Linked DNA regions of Mus musculus: regions 1 and 3 are each linked to region 2. The links are chromatin contacts, called in public HiChIP or PLAC-seq maps. All regions are on one chromosome and are shown on one strand. Each heading gives the region's core, a stretch centred on a gene start, on an enhancer-like site or on the middle of the called end of the contact. The rest is flanking DNA. Distances are from core to core; before and after follow the strand shown. Region 1 has its middle 14 kb from the start of Trim24. Region 2 has its middle 27 kb from the start of Gm38791. Region 3 has its middle 45 kb from the start of Trim24.

Region 1 (2,982 bases), core at 57-2,556, 120 kb before region 2:
ATAGAACTTGGCCTAGCCTTGACCGGAGGCAGGAGGGGGAAGCTGTAAGGAGGGTTTGGGACTGGAAAAGCCCTTAGGGTCCCTCAAAACCCTGTCTCAAAACAAACAACTAAACAACTAAACCAAAAACGAACAAACAACAGAAAGAAAGAAAGAAAGAAAGAAAGAAAGAAAGAAAGAAAGAAAGAAAGAAAGAAAGAAAGAAAAGAAGGGAGGGAGGGAGGAAAGAAGGAAGGAAGGAAGGGAAAAAACGCATCCAGGAACTAGAAGAACGAGGAGGTAAAGAGATTGATAGCACTCCCTAGAACGACAGGGTCTCACTATGTAGCTCTGGCTGTTGTGTCATCCAGGCAGGCCTTGAACTCATGGAGATCTGCCTATCTCTGTCTCCCAAGCTCTAGGATTAAAGGCATGAGCCACTATAGCCAGCAGGATTGGATGTTTTGTAGTCCAGTCCTATCTAACCATCGTAGACCTTAAGAATATATTTACAACACAATATTATTCACAATAAAGTTTCTTCTTCACCACAGCTAGGAGCAGCCATGACATTTCCTTTCCTTTTTATTTCTTTTTTCTTTATTCACCCACCATCCTTTTCCATGCTAGAGCAGGTAGCTAAACCTCCAGAACACACTGCTTCATTCATTTATGATGCATTACAAAGATGAAATCTCAGGGAGGTCAGGCGATCATGGGAGGTGTGGTTGCACAGGGGGCACTGTTCCCCCAATACTTGTTTTGTTTTGTTGCCACCCCGGAAGCTCTCCAAACCTTATCAGTTATAGGTTTTTATGGAGGCTTCATTACACAGGTGATTAAATCTTTGTCCAGGCTGAATCCATTTCTGGCCCCTGTCCCTTAACAGAGGTGGTGGGGCGGGGAAAGTACCAATTCCCCTACTAGGTGTTTACCTTGAAAGAGCCCTAGGTGACTCTCACCTATGCATGGAGGAAGAAGCTCAATATGAATAACAGAAGGCTCTCAGTACTCATCTATCACTCAGGAAATTCCAAGGATTCTGATGCAGCGTCTCTGAAAGCCACCAAAGCCAAAGGTATATTAGAATAAAATATTCTCCCTTTATCTCTGTCATTCAGGACCTTACAAGGGTGTCAGGAACTGGGACAAACACAAGTCCTGGTTAATTATTTTATGTCAATTTGTTAGAACTAGAGTCTTCGGGGAAGGGAGAACCTCAATTGAGAAAATACCTTCATCTTGTAGGCAAGTGTATGGGCATTTCATTGTTTAATGATTGATGTGAGAGGGAATGGTCCTTGGCAGATGGGCCTGGGTTGTGTAAGAAAGGAAGCTGAGCAGGCCGGTAAGCAGCCTTCCTCCATGGCCTCTGGCCTCTGCTTCATTCACTGCCTCCACTCTCCTGCCTTGAGTTCCTACCCTGACTTCTTTTTCTTCCCCAAGTTACTTGGATCATGGCCTTTTATTACAGCAATATAAAAATAACTAAGACAACATTGTGATGAGAAAAACCAGGAGCAAACACAGGAATGTTTCAATGTGAAATTTTTTTTATGGCTAGACTAAACTTGCAATCTCACTGGAAGTAGGAGTGAGAAGTAGCCCTGACTAAAAAGCAAGGGAACCTTTTATAGTCAGGCTCTGTCTGACCTTTGATTGCAAAAGCAGCATTTTTTTATTTTTATTTTTTTTGATTTTCGAGGCAGGGTTTCTCTGTATAGCCCTGGCTGTCCTGGAACTCACTCTGTAGACCAGGCTGGCCTTGAACTCAGAAATCTGCCTGCCTCTGCCTCCCAAGTGCTGGGATTAAAGGCATGTGCCACCACCGCCCGGCGCAAAAGCAGAATTTTTGCAGTTAGTAAATTAGTTAGCTATTTTTATGATTATGGGAAAAGATATATGTTATGGTGTTATGGTCAGCCAGTTCTTGTAACATATAATAAAACAACAGAAACAACTTAGGACATGTAAATCACAAGATTATAAAGGAAGAACAAGTAAAAAGCACACCAAACGAACAAAACCAACAAAAACAAACAAAAAACCAGGCTTGGCCTTTAATCCCAGCACTCGGGAGGCGGATTTCTGAGTTCGAGGCCAGCATGGTCTACAAAGTGAGTTCCAGGACAGCCAGGGCTACACAGAGAAACCCTGACTCGGAAACCAAAAAAAAAAAAAAAAAAAAAAAAAAAAACCACAAGCTTGGACATGATTACAGAAGAAACACCACAGGGAACTACATAGAAATAAAGCAAATTTTTTTTTTTTTTTTTTTTTTTTTCAAGACAGGGTTTCTCTGTATAGCCCTGGCTGTCCTGGAGCTCACTTTGTAGACCAGGCTGGCCTCGAACTCAGAAATCCGCCTGCCTCTGCCTCCGGAGTGCTGGGATTAAAGGCATGTGCCACCACGCCGGGCTTAAAGCAAATTCTAACACTATGTTTCACTAAAAAAGGAGGAAAAATGGAGTTAGTTGGCCCTTAACAGACAAAACAAATTATGTGTTTCTTACTATATGTATGTCAAGCTCAATTCCATTAGATCCATGCCTTCAAAAGAGGAAGACAGATAGAGCTTTCCTCCTCTCAGCAAACTTGACAACATCAAGGAAAGGCTACATGTGGCCTGTGGGAGGTCTACACACCAGAAAGAGAACCTTTCAGAGGTATAATTGGACAGAGCCTTCAAATTGGACTTGTTAGTGTTAGCATTTTGTCTAAGTTCAACCCCAAGTTACCTGGCAATAGCCAGGTATGCTCTGCCCCACAGTTACCTGACTCACTATAAAAGGGGCTGTTTGTCCCTCCTCTCTCTCTTGCTCTTGCCCTCTCTGTCCTTTTACTCCTTCCCCCTTCCCCATTCTCATCTCCCCTCTCTCTCCACGTGCTCATGGCCAGCTTCTACTGCTCTACTCTCTCTCCTTCTCTGCCTTTCTCTGCCTCTACTACCCTCTTAACTCCCCTCCCCATGCCCTGAAAAAAATATTCTATACTATATTGTTG
Region 2 (2,871 bases), core at 131-2,630:
TTGCTACATGGCAAACTTGAGGCCAGCCTGGGCTATATGGCATACTTGAGGCCAACCTCGGCCATATGGCAAACTTGAGGCCAGCCTGGCTATGCGAGACCCTTCAGCTCCCTGGTCATGTAAGCAACCTGAGTTGCAAGTCACTGACTTACTGATGGAATTACTGGCCTACCAAGTCCTGATAATAACAAAAGTATCATTGTTTTATGTAACTAAGATTCTGAACAATGTTACACAGCAACAGAAACCGCACTGTGGAGAACTGTGGCTGCCCAGTGAGTTCCACATGGAATCCCACCTGCTAACCGGTATTCCCTGCAGTTTCTTTTGCTGTACAGATATTAAGGAAACAGCTGACCTCAACCGAGACTGATGGGAGACCCTCCACAGAGCGCTTAGAACATTGAGTCAAAGAATTGATATGATACACACAGCCCGTTTTAGTTGGATTTGTTCAACTAGTGTAACCTCCCCCAGCCTGAAACAGGCTGGTTCAGACTCCGTTGCCTCTGAGAATTAGACCACCTGGGGTGGAGCCTTCCTGCACTATGAAGAGGCGGTTCCTCTTTCTGAGTGATCTTCTTTGTCTAAAAGTAGCTCATCGTCAGAGTCTCTATATCTATCAAATTTAGAGTTGAGAGGACCCTTTTCTGAGAAGGCCCTCTCTGACAGGCGCTCTTCCTGAGATTCATCAAGCTCTGCCTGGGTACTATCTGACCCCTGCAAGATCACCTTTTCAATAGCATCTTTTACGAGTGCCCAGAGGCAAAGTGTGAAATTATCTGCCTGAGTGATTTTCAAAGTTTCTCCAATTCTCTCCCAGATTCTGATATCTAAAGTTTCTTCTTCCTTGAACCATGGGCAACAAGAATCCATCTTATCTAAAAAATTTTCTAACAATTGTACTTCAAGCCCTACTCCTTTTGCCTGAAGTAGCTCTTGAAAGCTGCGGACAACTGCTTGATTGAGTTCCTAGTTCCGAATAATTTGCTGCTAACCTAAGTGGAAACCAGCATTGGGTTAGCGCTGATTCCAAACTTAGCCCGTATCCTTCTGCACCCTCCAGCAACACTTTAAAAAATGAAGTTTTAAGCTAGCGCTAGCATATGTACCTGTTGCTCCGGTGCCCAATAGGATCCTTTCCTTTTTCTTCCGGTGGAGCTCCACATGAAGCAGCATTCTTTCAGCATTTTCCTGCTGTTCCTCAGGTCCCTGGGCCGGGTGCCAGACTGTTGCCAGCCGGCCCGCAGCTCACATGGACCAGGTACACCTGGGTGGCAGGCAGATAGCAATCTGTGCTTATAAAGGGGGTTGGGGGGTGGTGGTGGAGGCCCATTCCTGCCAATCCATTCTTGGTGCCTGGAACCAGCTGCAGGTGACAACATGCAGGATAGGGTGTAGTCTTCAGAATATCTCAGGGGCCTCTCAGCAGGTAGCAACGTCTTGAAGGTGAGCAGTGGCAGCAACTAACAATAGAGCCATCTAGGCAGGAAGGCTCCACCCCAGGTGGTCTAATTCTCAGTGGCAAAGGAGTCTGAACCAGCCTGTTTCAGGCTGGGGGAGGTTACAAACTAGAAAACCAGCACTACTAAGAATTAATGAGTAAGTCATTGCAGAGAAATAGCGACTAGAATGTCGGGTTTGTAACAGTCGTGGTGAGTTTGCAAATAAAAGGATGTTTGCAAAGTCTTCAGTGGAAATAACTTTCTTTTTCCTTCTTTCTCTCTCTCTCTCTCTCTCTCTCTCTCTCTCTCTCTCTCTCTCTCTCTCTCTCTCTCCCTCCCTCCCTCCCTCTCTCTGACAGGGTCTTTGACCCATCCAGCAGGTCCAGTTATTTGAGGGTCTCGAGGGGACCTTCTCCTAAGAATCAAATGGGGGGTAGAGAGAGACGAGAACCTTGTGCAATGAATGACACACGGAAGCAGTCTGAGTAGCATCAAGGTCCCACTGTATTAGCAAGGCTTAAGGCTTAAATGCTCAAGCAAAAGGGGAAGTATTTCTCAGCAGGAGGGATGGGGCAGCAGAAATTTTTCTTTTTGCAACTACAGGGGGAAGCAGGAACTTGGTGGTATCAGGGTACATCTTGAGGTCAGGACATCCAGCGCTGACTTAGGGCTGGAACAATCTGTGGTTGTTCTCGGAGCGGTGGGTCAGTGGCCCGCTTTTGACCCCCTTTTCTTCTGGGGGGGGCGGGGGGAGGGGAAAAGCCCAATTCAGAGATCAGGACAATTGTGTTGTCTTAATGGATCCCAACAGGTCTTGGGTGTCACAGGCTGACTGCAAGTCCACCATGTAACAGAGGATGATCTTCCCCCCTCATCTCTCACACACTGGGATTACAAGTGTGTGCTGGGTTATGTTGTGACCTGGGGATAGAACCAGGGCTTGGAGGCATTTTAGGTAAGCACTACGATTTTAGCTATATCCCCAGTCCTGGGAGTGGTTTTTGTTTTTTTTTTTTTTAACATAGTATCTCAGACACCTATCAGACTACTAGTCAAGAACGAAACACTTTTTTGCCTGTGCTTATTAGCTACTTTAGTTTGTTTGGGTACAGGGTTTGAGGGTAAGTCCATTAGAGCAGGGAGCCTGGGGCAGGGAGCCTGGGGCACGGAGCAGCACCAGATGGATGCTGAGACTCAGTTCCTCTTCTCTGTTTCCTTCATCTTGGATCCAACCCGTGGAATTCAGACTAGATTTTCTCTCTTGAGTTAAACCTTTCTCGAAATGTCCTGTGGATGCGTCAAGTTGACAAGATGAGCTACCACATTACGTGTGTGTCTGTTTGAATGTGTGTGTTGATTTTTTTTTAATGGCAGAGTTTCATGTAGTCCTAGGTTGGTTTCAATCTCACTGTGTTGTAGTCGAGAA
Region 3 (3,216 bases), core at 51-2,550, 85 kb before region 2:
AGTTGACCCAAATCAATGAGCACAAAGATAGAAACAAGCAGAGGAATTTATCCACTACCCAGAGAGAAGAATCAGCAACAGAAGAAAAAGCTGCTGGCAAAATAAATAGGGAAATTAGAGATGCGAATGGAAATGTCAGTGGTGGGAAAGAAAAAGACAATGAGAAAATGAAGATTTTGGGGGGTAAAGTAGAAATTCTGGAAATAAAAAGCTCAACAAATCAAATACAAAAAACAACAGAACCATCACCAACAGACTCGCCAAGCAGAAGAAAAAACTAGGGATATCTACAAGCATTAGGGTGTTGCCGTGGAAGAGTACCTTGGCAGGTTGGACCCAAGGAATGCCTCAGAGTCACATTATGGAACAGATATTACAGATATTATGTGAGAGATTTGTTGGGGGTAGAGGAAGGCCACCTTTGAGCAGGAGTGAGAGAAGGGTTGTGAGGGAGGGAGAGAGACAAAGAGACAGAGACAGAGGGTGGGACATTATGGCAGGGGCCTTTATAATGGGTACTCAATTTGTGGCGACAGCGGTAATGTGTTGCATGACAAGCTGGTGATGATGTGGCTGCAGGCAAGGTGACCTCGTTCCTAATGACAAGATTGTTGGGATGAGGATGACCCACAACATCCAAGAACTTTGCAAAATGATTAAGAGATGAAACATAAGAATGCATGGGAGGCAAGGATCTGAGATAACCAGTAGAGACTCGTAATGAGATAACAGCATTCTAGAGGAGGATTTATTCAATGGAACTATTATATTCTTCACAGAAATAGAAAAAGAAATCGTAAAATGTATTTGAGAGCACAAAAGGCCCTATAGACAAAGCAATCCTTAGCATAAAGAACAATGGCAGGCATAGCAATATCAGATCTCAAATTATATTATACAGACACAGTAACAAAGACGGACAAAACAGACATAAAAACTAGTGACATAGAATAGAGGAGCCAGAGATGAAACCATACTGTTAATAGCAACCTAATTTCTGACAAAGCTGTTTTAAAAAATACGTTGGAGAAGATAGCCTCTTTAAAGAAAGAGAATGGATAGTCCTGGCAAAACCGGATTCATACATGCTGAAAATTGAAATTTGACCTGTATCTCTCATCCCGCACAAAAATCAGTTCATCGTGGATCCAACATTGACCTGAAACTGAAACGGCTGAAGGCAGATTCAGGGAAAGCGCTCGAGACACAGGCAGAACTTTCTGAAAAGGACTCCAACAGCACTGGACGCTGTCCTAGATTGACAAGTAGAACCTTCTGAATAACAGAGGAAGCAATCACCATAATGAAGAGACTGCCTACAGAATGGGTGCTGCACACAGACCTCACTTGGGTCCTCAATCCACAGGCAAAACTTGGGTTCGGTGGTTACAGACCAGCAAGGAGTTGGCACGGATGACAAAAAAATACAGACCAAAGGGAGTGTGGTATCTGAATGTATTTTTGTCAAAGTGAGCATCAGTCTTTTATAATATAAAAGAAATTAAGTGATACATTAAGGCCATTCAAGGTACATTGAAGTTATCTGATGCAAAATTACTTTGACAACAAAACAGAGGAATGTGTACTTAAAAGCTAACAGGAACCAACTGGGATAAAATCAGTGTTAACAACTGGGATCAAAAGCAGTTCCACCTAAGGTCAGCTTAATCTTAGAAGCCAGGGGCAAGGGCTTCGTGCCCTTGCCTTAGTTCTAATTCTAGTCTATTGTATAGTCTACCTTCCCCCTAGGCCATTGCAAATTCCTGTGTGTGGGTGTAACTCAGCTATCTATAGTTCTAAGTATTTACTCCAATTCCTTCTTAGACCACAACCTTCCTTCTTCCTAGGTCATTGTAAATTCTTGCATATGGGAGTAGCTCAGCTATTATTCTAAGTGGTAGCTATTATTCTAAGGGACTTTCTACTAATAAGTAATGTAGTCTACCATACATAATTATAATAAGAATTCTAAACTTATGTTGCTAAGCTTGCCCTGAGATTTCTAACTATATGTAGTAGATAGTAATGCCTGATTTCTTTCACTGTCTCTCTTACGATACTAGAGGCAATTCTGAATGTCACCGAATAGGCAACATTCTTACTGAATTCAAAGCTCATGGTCAGCTCAAGGATTACTTCGGACATTGGTGAAGGCCAGGAAGCAAAGTTCAATTTTGCTTAGGTATTTGGCAAGTCATTGCTTGGAGACACCTATAGTAAAACAATACTGAGGGCAAGCAGATCCGTTCAACGACTAAAGCAAGGACATTATTGGAGCATTCGTTATACAGGATGCCATGGTTCTAGGAGACTAAGTTTCTGTGAACTTTTTGCCTCAGGACTACATCCAGGTTTTTGGGCCTGTCACGTGTGTCACTACTAGAGTGGATGTAGCAGATGGGAAAATAATTATTGCCAACCATTGTCTAGACCCCCCCCCCCCCAGAGTTATATCTAAAATACATAAACACACACACACACTAAGCATCAACCCTCATCCCCCAAGTCATCTAACCAATAAACAAGCTAATGAGATGAATAGACAGTACTCAAAAGGACACATACAAATGTCCAATAGTCCAATGAATGATTGAAGAAAAGGCAGAGGGAGGAGGATCTATGTGAGTTCATCAGTCAGTTCCAGGCCAATTGAGACCCTGTCTCCAAAAAGGAAGGAGTAGGAAGAGGGAGAAAAGAAGAGGAGGAAAGAAAGAAAAGAAACACAACAAATGGATGAAGATATGAGAAGAGAGGAATCCTTAATTCTGGTGCAAACGAAACTTGTGCAACTACTGGGGAGATTGGTGTGGAGATTCCTCAAAGAACTGAAAAACAAACAAGCAAATAACAAAACAACCAACCAGACAAACAAACCACAAAAATGTACCCTATGGCCTGGTTAGTTGTAGTTACACTACTCTTGTGTCCTGAAAGAAGTTGTAAAGATACCACAGAGAATTGTGCCTATCTGCCTTAATTGCTGCACTACTCATAAAAAGCAGCAAATGGAACCAGCCTAGATGTCAGTCCACAGAAGAATGGACTAAGAAAAATCTAGTACATATATACAGTGGGATATTTTGCAGCCATAAAGAAGAATAAAGGCAGGGCATTTGTAGGGACATGCGTGTAAATAGAAATTGTGTTACATGAAATAAGCCAGACCCAGGAAAATGTCTTTCATATGCAGAAGCTAGATTTAAAATGATTTATGTG

The links. HiChIP or PLAC-seq counts read pairs in DNA pulled down with a chosen protein or histone mark.
Region 1: an H3K27ac HiChIP or PLAC-seq map of embryonic stem cells shows a contact between it and region 2, with 17 read pairs. The contact joins two enhancer-like sites. A contact is called at or near these places in 7 of 39 promoter capture datasets (the 3T3-L1 cell line, 3T3-L1-derived adipocytes, the C10 cell line and 3 more), 1 of 15 datasets of contacts at CTCF or cohesin (embryonic stem cells), 21 of 484 Hi-C or Micro-C datasets (3T3-L1-derived adipocytes, B cells, the C10 cell line and 15 more), 9 of 115 datasets of contacts at active chromatin or transcription factors (bone marrow-derived macrophages, embryonic stem cells, epiblast stem cells and 2 more) and 3 of 9 other capture datasets (adipose tissue, embryonic stem cells and liver).
Region 3: an H3K27ac HiChIP or PLAC-seq map of embryonic stem cells shows a contact between it and region 2, with 12 read pairs. The contact joins two enhancer-like sites. A contact is called at or near these places in 1 of 39 promoter capture datasets (liver), 1 of 15 datasets of contacts at CTCF or cohesin (CD8 T cells), 15 of 484 Hi-C or Micro-C datasets (the HPC-7 cell line, Th1 cells, embryonic stem cells and 3 more) and 7 of 115 datasets of contacts at active chromatin or transcription factors (embryonic stem cells and memory CD8 T cells).

What each region holds. Positions count from the first base shown.
Region 1 is chr6:37,855,720-37,858,701 of GRCm38.p6, reverse strand. No RefSeq gene overlaps it. Among named protein-coding and RNA genes, the nearest start is that of Trim24, 14 kb to the left of the region's middle. Within about 2 kb of position 1,306, at least 13 of the 459 cell types and tissues checked have an H3K27ac peak or open chromatin away from gene starts, as enhancers often do. A contact at or near this core is called in embryonic stem cells and stem cell-derived epiblast-like cells, where this site is marked.
Region 2 is chr6:37,739,775-37,742,645 of GRCm38.p6, reverse strand. No RefSeq gene overlaps it. Among named protein-coding and RNA genes, the nearest start is that of Gm38791, 27 kb to the right of the region's middle. Within about 2 kb of position 1,380, at least 10 of the 459 cell types and tissues checked have an H3K27ac peak or open chromatin away from gene starts, as enhancers often do. A contact at or near this core is called in embryonic stem cells and stem cell-derived epiblast-like cells, where this site is marked.
Region 3 is chr6:37,824,050-37,827,265 of GRCm38.p6, reverse strand. No RefSeq gene overlaps it. Among named protein-coding and RNA genes, the nearest start is that of Trim24, 45 kb to the left of the region's middle. Within about 2 kb of position 1,300, at least 11 of the 459 cell types and tissues checked have an H3K27ac peak or open chromatin away from gene starts, as enhancers often do. A contact at or near this core is called in embryonic stem cells, where this site is marked.